Regions from separate parts of the Drosophila melanogaster genome. Here region 2 is linked to region 1. The links are chromatin contacts, called in public Hi-C maps. All regions are on one chromosome and are shown on one strand. The core of a region is the stretch at or near the end of the contact, and the rest is flanking DNA. Distances in the headings are between cores, read along the strand shown.

Evidence for each region. Hi-C and Micro-C count contacts between places; a contact is called where the count stands out from the background.
Region 2: a contact with region 1 is called in a Hi-C map of the Kc167 cell line, with 4 times the contacts expected there. The contact joins the promoter of Tob here to the promoter of Pdcd4 in region 1.

Annotation. Positions count from the first base shown.
Region 1 is chrX:13,752,789-13,756,678 of dm6, forward strand. Pdcd4 (Programmed cell death 4) reads right to left here and starts at 2,618. Exons shown (of 4, transcript NM_001272604.1): 1 at 2,465-2,618. CG32625 reads right to left here. Exons shown (of 2, transcript NM_167381.3): 1 at 3,796-3,890; 2 at 3,376-3,727. The coding sequence ends at 3,470. It also overlaps asRNA:CR43833.
Region 2 is chrX:16,089,886-16,093,795 of dm6, forward strand. Tob (Transducer of ERBB2) reads right to left here and starts at 1,610. Exons shown (of 6, transcript NM_001169300.3): 1 at 1,262-1,610. CG42353 reads right to left here. Exons shown (of 5, transcript NM_167485.4): 5 at 3,174-3,910. It overlaps CG42354, which reads right to left. Exons shown (of 6, transcript NM_001144730.3): 6 at 3,174-3,910.

The DNA of each region.
Region 1 (3,890 bases), core at 1,368-3,867:
GTGACAGGGATAGCGATAGGGACATGTATCGAAACTCCCCTATAGACGAAATTCAAGGTCACGCAACAACAACAACACCAAAGCTACTACATAATTTTGTTACCGTTAAAGCTTTGCAACCCCCACAAGCAATATAGCCGTCTCCTTCGCACTAACTCTAAATTGAAAGTTGCTTGTATTTCCATGCCTATGTAATTGCTTTTGGTGTACATAAGTGCCTACATACATACACATGTTTTACTTTTCCAGCTGCTTTTGTTTTCCCTATTTATTTGAAATGTTTTTATGCTGTTTTGCACTTTTAATTTAAATGCTATATAGCACAAACATAAATATGTATAAAATCAAATCAAACAAACCAACACGAATACATAATATGATTTATTTAAATTATGTACATTCGTTTGATAAACTTTTCTGATTAATTATCGCAATTTTCGGTTGTAAAATTGTCGATTTGGCACTCTTCTCATACAATTCTTTCATCCATGTACATATAGATGTCAGCATAATACAAATGAAAACAAAGATAACGTGCAAAAAAGAGCCGCATGTGTTGTTTTTTTTTTTGTGTTTTCATGTGTTGTTTTTGTTTTTTGAGTGCTTTTTATATTGCGCCGCTTGTGCTTTCTCCTCTTCTTTAAACGCGGATTCTTATGTATTTCCCCCTCTGTAATATGGATGTACATACATATACATATGCTGTTACCGGTCTTATGTTTGTTTTGCCCGGTATAACCTTGAAAATTTTGTGCGCCTCACGAATTTCTATGTTTTTATTGCCGTCTCCTTCCGGTCTCTTTCTCATCTGATTCTTCATCTCCTTCTTTCGCACTTGTTGTGCCCCCTTTTTCGGATAACAACAACAACAGAAATAACAAAATGAACGCTTTTCAGCATTTTTTTCGAATCTCTTTTCCACCTTCGCGCTTTTTATTGATGCGTGTCCGAAATTATTTTTTAACCCCGAAATCAGGAAAAGGTTGAGTTTGTAAGAAGTGGAGAGAGAGATAAAGAGGAGCGATGGAAAAGAGCATAAAAATAAAGTGACGCTGTCGAAATTGCGTCGCAAACATTTCGCAAAAAATAAAATACATAAGCAATGTCCAATAAAAAGAACAAGAAAAAGAAGCAGAGACGTTCTCACCATTGAATGCTGTTGTTTGTTTTTTTTAACAGAAGAGATCGAACTATTAGGCGCACATGAATTGCATAAATAGATATAAAAGAAATTAAAAACCAATTTGTGTCACCCACTCTTTTTGAAACTACAGAATAAATTTGATGGTTTTGTTATGCCTTTTATAAACTGAGAACTGTATTTGTTTGGCATCCAGTAACCAGAAAAATTGAAATTTTTTTGTATTTTGCCTGGAATTGTTTGCAAAATTCCCCGTCCAGAACCCTTCTAATAACACATCTCGGGTTTGGAGTCATATTATACTTTAGGTCATATTGCATTTGCATCTGATTTTGTTAAATACTTAAATAATCGTTAATTATGCAGAGTGAATTGTACCACCACTGTGAGCCAGCAATTCTGGTAGATAATATGGGAAAACAAAATCGGATGACATGGAAACATTGGACGGGGCGCCGAATGCAAATAAACCTCGAGACAACGAAAATAAAATCAAAAAGCCTAAGGAACAAGTTTGGCAGGCAGAAAAAAAAACAAACAAATTCACCCCCCATCCAATGTGGGCAGCTGTTTTTTTTTTCGGTTTCGGCTTTCCTCGTTTCAGTTTTTCTCGAATTTTCGGGTGCGTGCGTGTGTGCCGGTTGATTTTATCACGTAGACCAACGTTTTCCAATTGGAGCAAATAACGCGCATCAACAAATTCTTAAATTTCACCTATTTTTATTGAAATCATCTAATATGGCATAATTTTGTGACCGCGACTGTAATTTCGTTTTTGCTTTTATATTCGCATTCGCCGGCAGTTTTTTTCGCTTGCTTCTTTGAATTGGTCTTCGTCAAGATCGATGTTGTTGTTGCTGCTGCTGCTGTTTCTGCGTTTTTTTTTATTTTGCCACTTACCTAAGTGCTTTTTGTTTTGTCTCTCCGGCTGTTTCGCTCGCTCTCTCTACTTCTGTCTTTGATGCTGCTGCTGCAACAAGAACAAAAACTAACGACACGACTGCAACGACGTTGGCCCACTGCAGTTGACGTTGACGGCGGCTGCGCTGCTTTTATACGATGAGGAGCCTGTTTAATAGTTGTTGCTTTTCTTCGTGGGCTCCTTTATTTTTTCCCTGCCTCTCTTTCTCTTCTTATATGCGTGCGGGGGAGAGGGGTTGGCAAGGCAAATGGCAAAAAATGCACTCAAATATCTTGTGTCTCACAGAAAAAAAATACACAAGTGTGTGAGTGTTTACTAAAAGGCTCCTTCACACGCGCATACACACACTCGCACACCCACAACTATTCAGTTGCGTGTGCTGTTTTTTATGCCTTATTCACCTTCGCTTTTGTTGTTTTTGCCGCTTAACGATGTGAACTTTTGATTTCTTTTTCAGTAGGATTGGAACAAAAAGGATTGAAGAACCGCAGAATAAGGAACCAATAACGCACACTGTTGTTCACGCCGTGAAAACTCAACTCGACTGAACCAGAGAGCGACGAGACGTGGGTTTTTATACTTTTTCGGCGAGACCGTGCTGCCAGACTGTTCGATTCTGGTAAGGTGGTGGGTTATAAAAGCGCACTTGGCGAAGCTTCCCCTTAAAACGGGGAAGTTTATTAAAAAGTTTGCAAATATATGTAAATACAAATTCAATCCTATGTAGTAAGCCTGCCTATGAGGAAAACTAAGATAAACGAAACTTATTGAATTTTGATGGCTTCTGGGAATGGTCCAACAGAGTGGCATCTCAGAGAAGTAGTTTTTAAAAGAAAAAGGAAAGAAATGCATACAAGCAAACATATGCATATTTAGTAAAAACAATGAAACATTACTTTATTTACACACTCACTGGATGTATATATATACTCGCCCAATGATCTTACCTTTTTATCAAGATTTAAAAACATTCAATTCAGTAAAATCTTATTTTCCAGGAATTTTTGAACAGGGCGGGCAGCTACATAACCCAAATTGCAGCACATTTCCAATTGGCGGCAGAAAGCGATGCAAAAGAAAACGAAGTAAATATTGAACAGGAATTGCTGTACATTTCCAAGTGGCGGCAGAAAGCAAAAAAAAAAAACAAAATTGCCGCCAATTGTGGCTCTCTTATTTGTAATTTTAATTACCATATGAATATTTATGAAATTATATGTTGAAGATTCCTTGAATTAACTCTTATTAATTTTTAATTTGAATACATTTTTAAATAAACGCTGATCTATGCTAACATAAAACGCTCCTTTTTCGAAATGTATGAAATATGTTTATTTGTATGTATGTTGTATATGTATATGTATGTATTCATATGATGTATGTAAGTAAGTAAGTATGTTCATAGATTAAGGAAAAGTATTCAAATCCATTAATCGCTTGCGTTCCTTTTCGCGGAATGCCCGGCGAGAGGAGCGCGTAGCTCCGTGCAGACGACGAATGATAGGGTTCTTCTCACAGTGGATATTCGGATCATATGTCGAAACCGGCGGGTCGGCATCCCAGTCCTTGGCATCACTTTCCTTGGCATCACAGTCCTTGGCATCTTCTTTTGCGTCGCTGTGGCTCTCCTCGCGTAAGTAGCTCGGGCACTTGATGATATGTTCCTGCAAATGGGATAAACAATTGAATTTAATATTTGCTTACATACATATAATATATATTCATAACCTACATATATATCGGCAATAGGGTACATATGGGTTCTGTTATATGGACAGCGAGCTAATTCGTCCGATGGAAATTTCTTGGCACAAAGCGGCAAATGGT
Region 2 (3,910 bases), core at 360-2,859, 2.3 Mb after region 1:
TGTCTATACAATACACATTTGAGTGTGTACAGTACACAATATAATTTTTTTTTTTTTTTTTTTGAATACTATTTTTTCCCTGTATGCATGCAAGTAGATACAATAAGCTTGCGACGAACACCGCGACAAAATGCCAAATGATGGTCTTCTGACGCGATAGTATTTGTCTGGCACAAGTTCGTTTTTTGGTTTGGTCGAAAATTATTTCATTTCATTCGTTCTTTGGCAGAAATGCAAAAGCAGCTGCAGTCGGTGGTCACTATGCTCTCAAACTTGCAACAATTGCTATCGAATCATCGATGTTGTTTCAGATGAATAAATAAATAAAAAAAAAACAAAAGCTTGCGCAAATGAAATCGCACACATGTACTATTATAAAATTCGTCTTTTGTTGTGCAACACAACTATAGAAGACTGTGCAGAAAGTACAGTGGAACCTGTCTAGCACGAACATTTTCAGAGGTGTCAAAGTTATATATAGTGGGATGAAATTTTCATAACACTGATAACATGAGGTATCGACATGTACTCTGAATTATTTATTGAACAGAATTGTGAAATGGTCAAGTTAAAGAATGCGTACTGTATTTGGAGCTTGCTAACGCAAATATCAGCTGCTAGCTATAGCTTTTAAGCACGAATTACGACAACAAATTGGGATATGCTAGATTAAGATAGATCGATTTGTATTTACATCAAACTTCTTAACAAATCAATATCCATATATAGTATTTAATAATCTGAGCTCAAGCCAACTAAAGTACCCTACTGTAAAAGCTTTGGGTATTCAAATCTTGTGCACCCTTCGGTTTGCTCTTTCATCTTTTGAGCTACGAAAGTTTGAATGCATAGGAAAGGGAGTTATAGTTCGTTCCCTGGAGTCGAGCTCTCTCTCTACCCAAATTTATTGAAGAACAGCTGTCCCTTTCGGCGCTGAAAAGCCCAGTGCTCTAGTGAGCGCCATAACTAACGACAACAAAACAAGAAGTATGAAAACAGCCGAGCGAAAGTGAGAGAAGCGATGCTCCATCTCCTTTTTTGTTTTCTTTTTTTTTCGTTTCTTTTTTTTTTTATATCACAATCATTGTTATTGTATTTTCTGTGGGGGCTAGATAGATGTATGTGTAGTGGGGGATAGTTCGCTGCTTTCTCAATTTTTGCACAGCACACACAAGTACACAAATATATTGCAATATTTTTTTCGAACAAAATAGATAAAAAATTGTAATTCAACATTTATTTGTTTTTTTTTTTTAACTACCGGTGCAGTTTGCTGATGGTTATTTCTTGTTTCCGATTTACTGTAGTTTTTGGTTGTTTCCTCCTGGTGGTCGTTGTATTAAACGAAGGATTTAGCGAGTTATGTATAAAATACCCCAGTTGTACCAACTAGTATGCTATTGTTTTACTTTTGCGTGGGTATATGTGCTCGGATGTCTATTTATTATTTTCTTGTTTAATGTGGTTTGGTTTTATTGGGATTTTGATGGTTTTTGGTTTTGTATTTCTTGTTGTATTCTATTTTCCTATTTTTTGTTGTTGTTGTGAAATGTCTCTGCCCGTTACTTAATTGTAGCACACGCCACTTAGCAAGGGCCGAGCGAAGCGTCCGTAGTTCTTGAAATCGGTTTAGTAACTGAGACTGAATTGACGCGCGAACGGGCCTCAGTGAACCAACAACAAACAAGTGCACACGCACACTTCGGCACCAGCACCCCCACCTTCACCACCGTGTTGGTCTTATTCGGCACTACGCACGAATCACTCACGAAGCTAAATGTTCTAAACTCGGTTCGGCTTCCCACTCTCTCTCTTCCTCTCTCTTTCCCTCTCCCTATCTCTCTCTCTCTGTCTGGTACTTGCACCCACGGTTGTCAATTTAGCTTTTTTCCCGTCTATGGTGGATTGCTTAAAATAAAATAAATATTTAAGCGGGCACCGGTAATTCTAACTGTCCAAGAGCCCAACACCAAACAGACGGAAATATAATTGAAAATATTAAACAAGAAATCATAGTTTTGTTGTTTTTAATCAATTTTTGTTTTGATAAATTGTTTTGACTTTTTTATAGACCAGTTTTTTAAATTTATATTTACTGCAAGGGTATATGAGATTCGACTGGCAAAAAAAAAAATTGTTCTTGAAAAAAATTGGCAGCACTGCTTGCACTCATCATATTTTTGTGTGGGTGCTTTTCCCTGGACAAAATTATATCCGAAAAGGTGGTAATATGACTAAAATTTGTTACCTTCAATTTAGCAACCGATGTAAATATATACATCCCATATTGGTTTGGGAAAAGTGTCGACATAAACATGATATACTTTAGTTAAAAGCAAGTTAGGATTGAAATATTTAAAATATCAGTTTAAAGCTTTTGAAAACTTTTACTTTCTTGCTTTGTTGTAGTTTTATTTTAGTCATTTTAAATATAGTTTATTTATAAATCATAGTCTAACTTAAATTTGCAATATCAATATGATATTCTGAAAAAGTTATGTTATATATTAATAGTAACTAAACCTCATAAGATCATCGTGTGAAATCATAATGCCTACTTTGTGGAAATCCTAGCTAAGTAAATATTAGTTATTTTGATAGTTCTCAATATGGATTTGCGATTGTTAAGGTATTTAAACTTCACCTTGCTTTTACATCGCTCGGATGCCCTGAATAATTTTGCGCGTGACTGGACGATTGGAGGAGTGTGTGGGCGTGTGTTGGTTGTGCTCGTAGTAAAATCGAGCCTAGAAGGGCTTGCGCAATGAGTGCATATCCTTCCGTGGCACAGTTTTAGTACAGCCCCCCCCCTCCTCCTCCTCTTCCACCACTCTGGCCGACAAAACGAGTCGCTCTCTTTGGGCTTTGGCTCGGACCCCTCCCCCCCTTTTCCCTTTTCCGAAAACTGGGACAAGAAATGAAAGTGCATGAGCACGTAACATATGCGTACATACACCCAGAGGTAATATGTATATGTACATTAGAGTGGACCTAGCTCGAACAAAAAGGTGAAAGGTCACACCTGTGTATGTACATATGTATGTGCATGTATATTCGTCGTGAATAGTAAGAAATATTGTGATACTCTTACTTTCCCTTTTTTCAAATATTTAAATCAAGAATGGTGAAAACCTTTTCAATGTTTGGTAGATAAAGAAGTACTAAATGAAATTGAAGGATTTTTATTTATTTCATCGCAAAACATTTGGGGTACACATTTATACATTTATTAATATATACGCTTAGATTTTGAACGAACATGCATACAAAAATATGGATTTCCTTTACATTTTCGATTTTTATCAGTTTTATAGGATTTCTTTTTTTTAAATTGGCTTTCCAGGAATACCTAATATGGTACAATAATTTATTTTTCTAGACTAAAAAAAAATATTAGTATAGGTATCACAAATATATATATTTATGTATATATCAATACATAATTTGTAGCGAAATTTAATGTTTCAAAAGGATTATTGATAAACTCGTTGAAAGGAAATTGATTTTGCTTTATTGACGGACTTGGATGGGTCTGTCTCTTAGGTTGAGCTGGAACTTTGTAGAAGAAATAACACCCTTCAATGGGAGGAACCAATGTTATACAAAGACATCGCTCACATTTAACTTAAGTGGGATTTACATTTAATTTTGATTTTAATCCTCATAAGTCCTCATAAGCTTTTTAGTATTAATTCCATTTTAGTTAAATGTGGGCGATATGTACGATATTTCCATTAAAAATGCGATACACTTAGTATTAAACACTGACTATTGAATCTGTATATGTACATACATTGCGATATCGGGATTATAAAGATAATGCTAGCTTTAACGCAGCCAAAACGATTGTTGTATTGTAGGTAAAAATAAATAAATATTAAGCACTTGCATCGCTTGATGCTTATTAAGC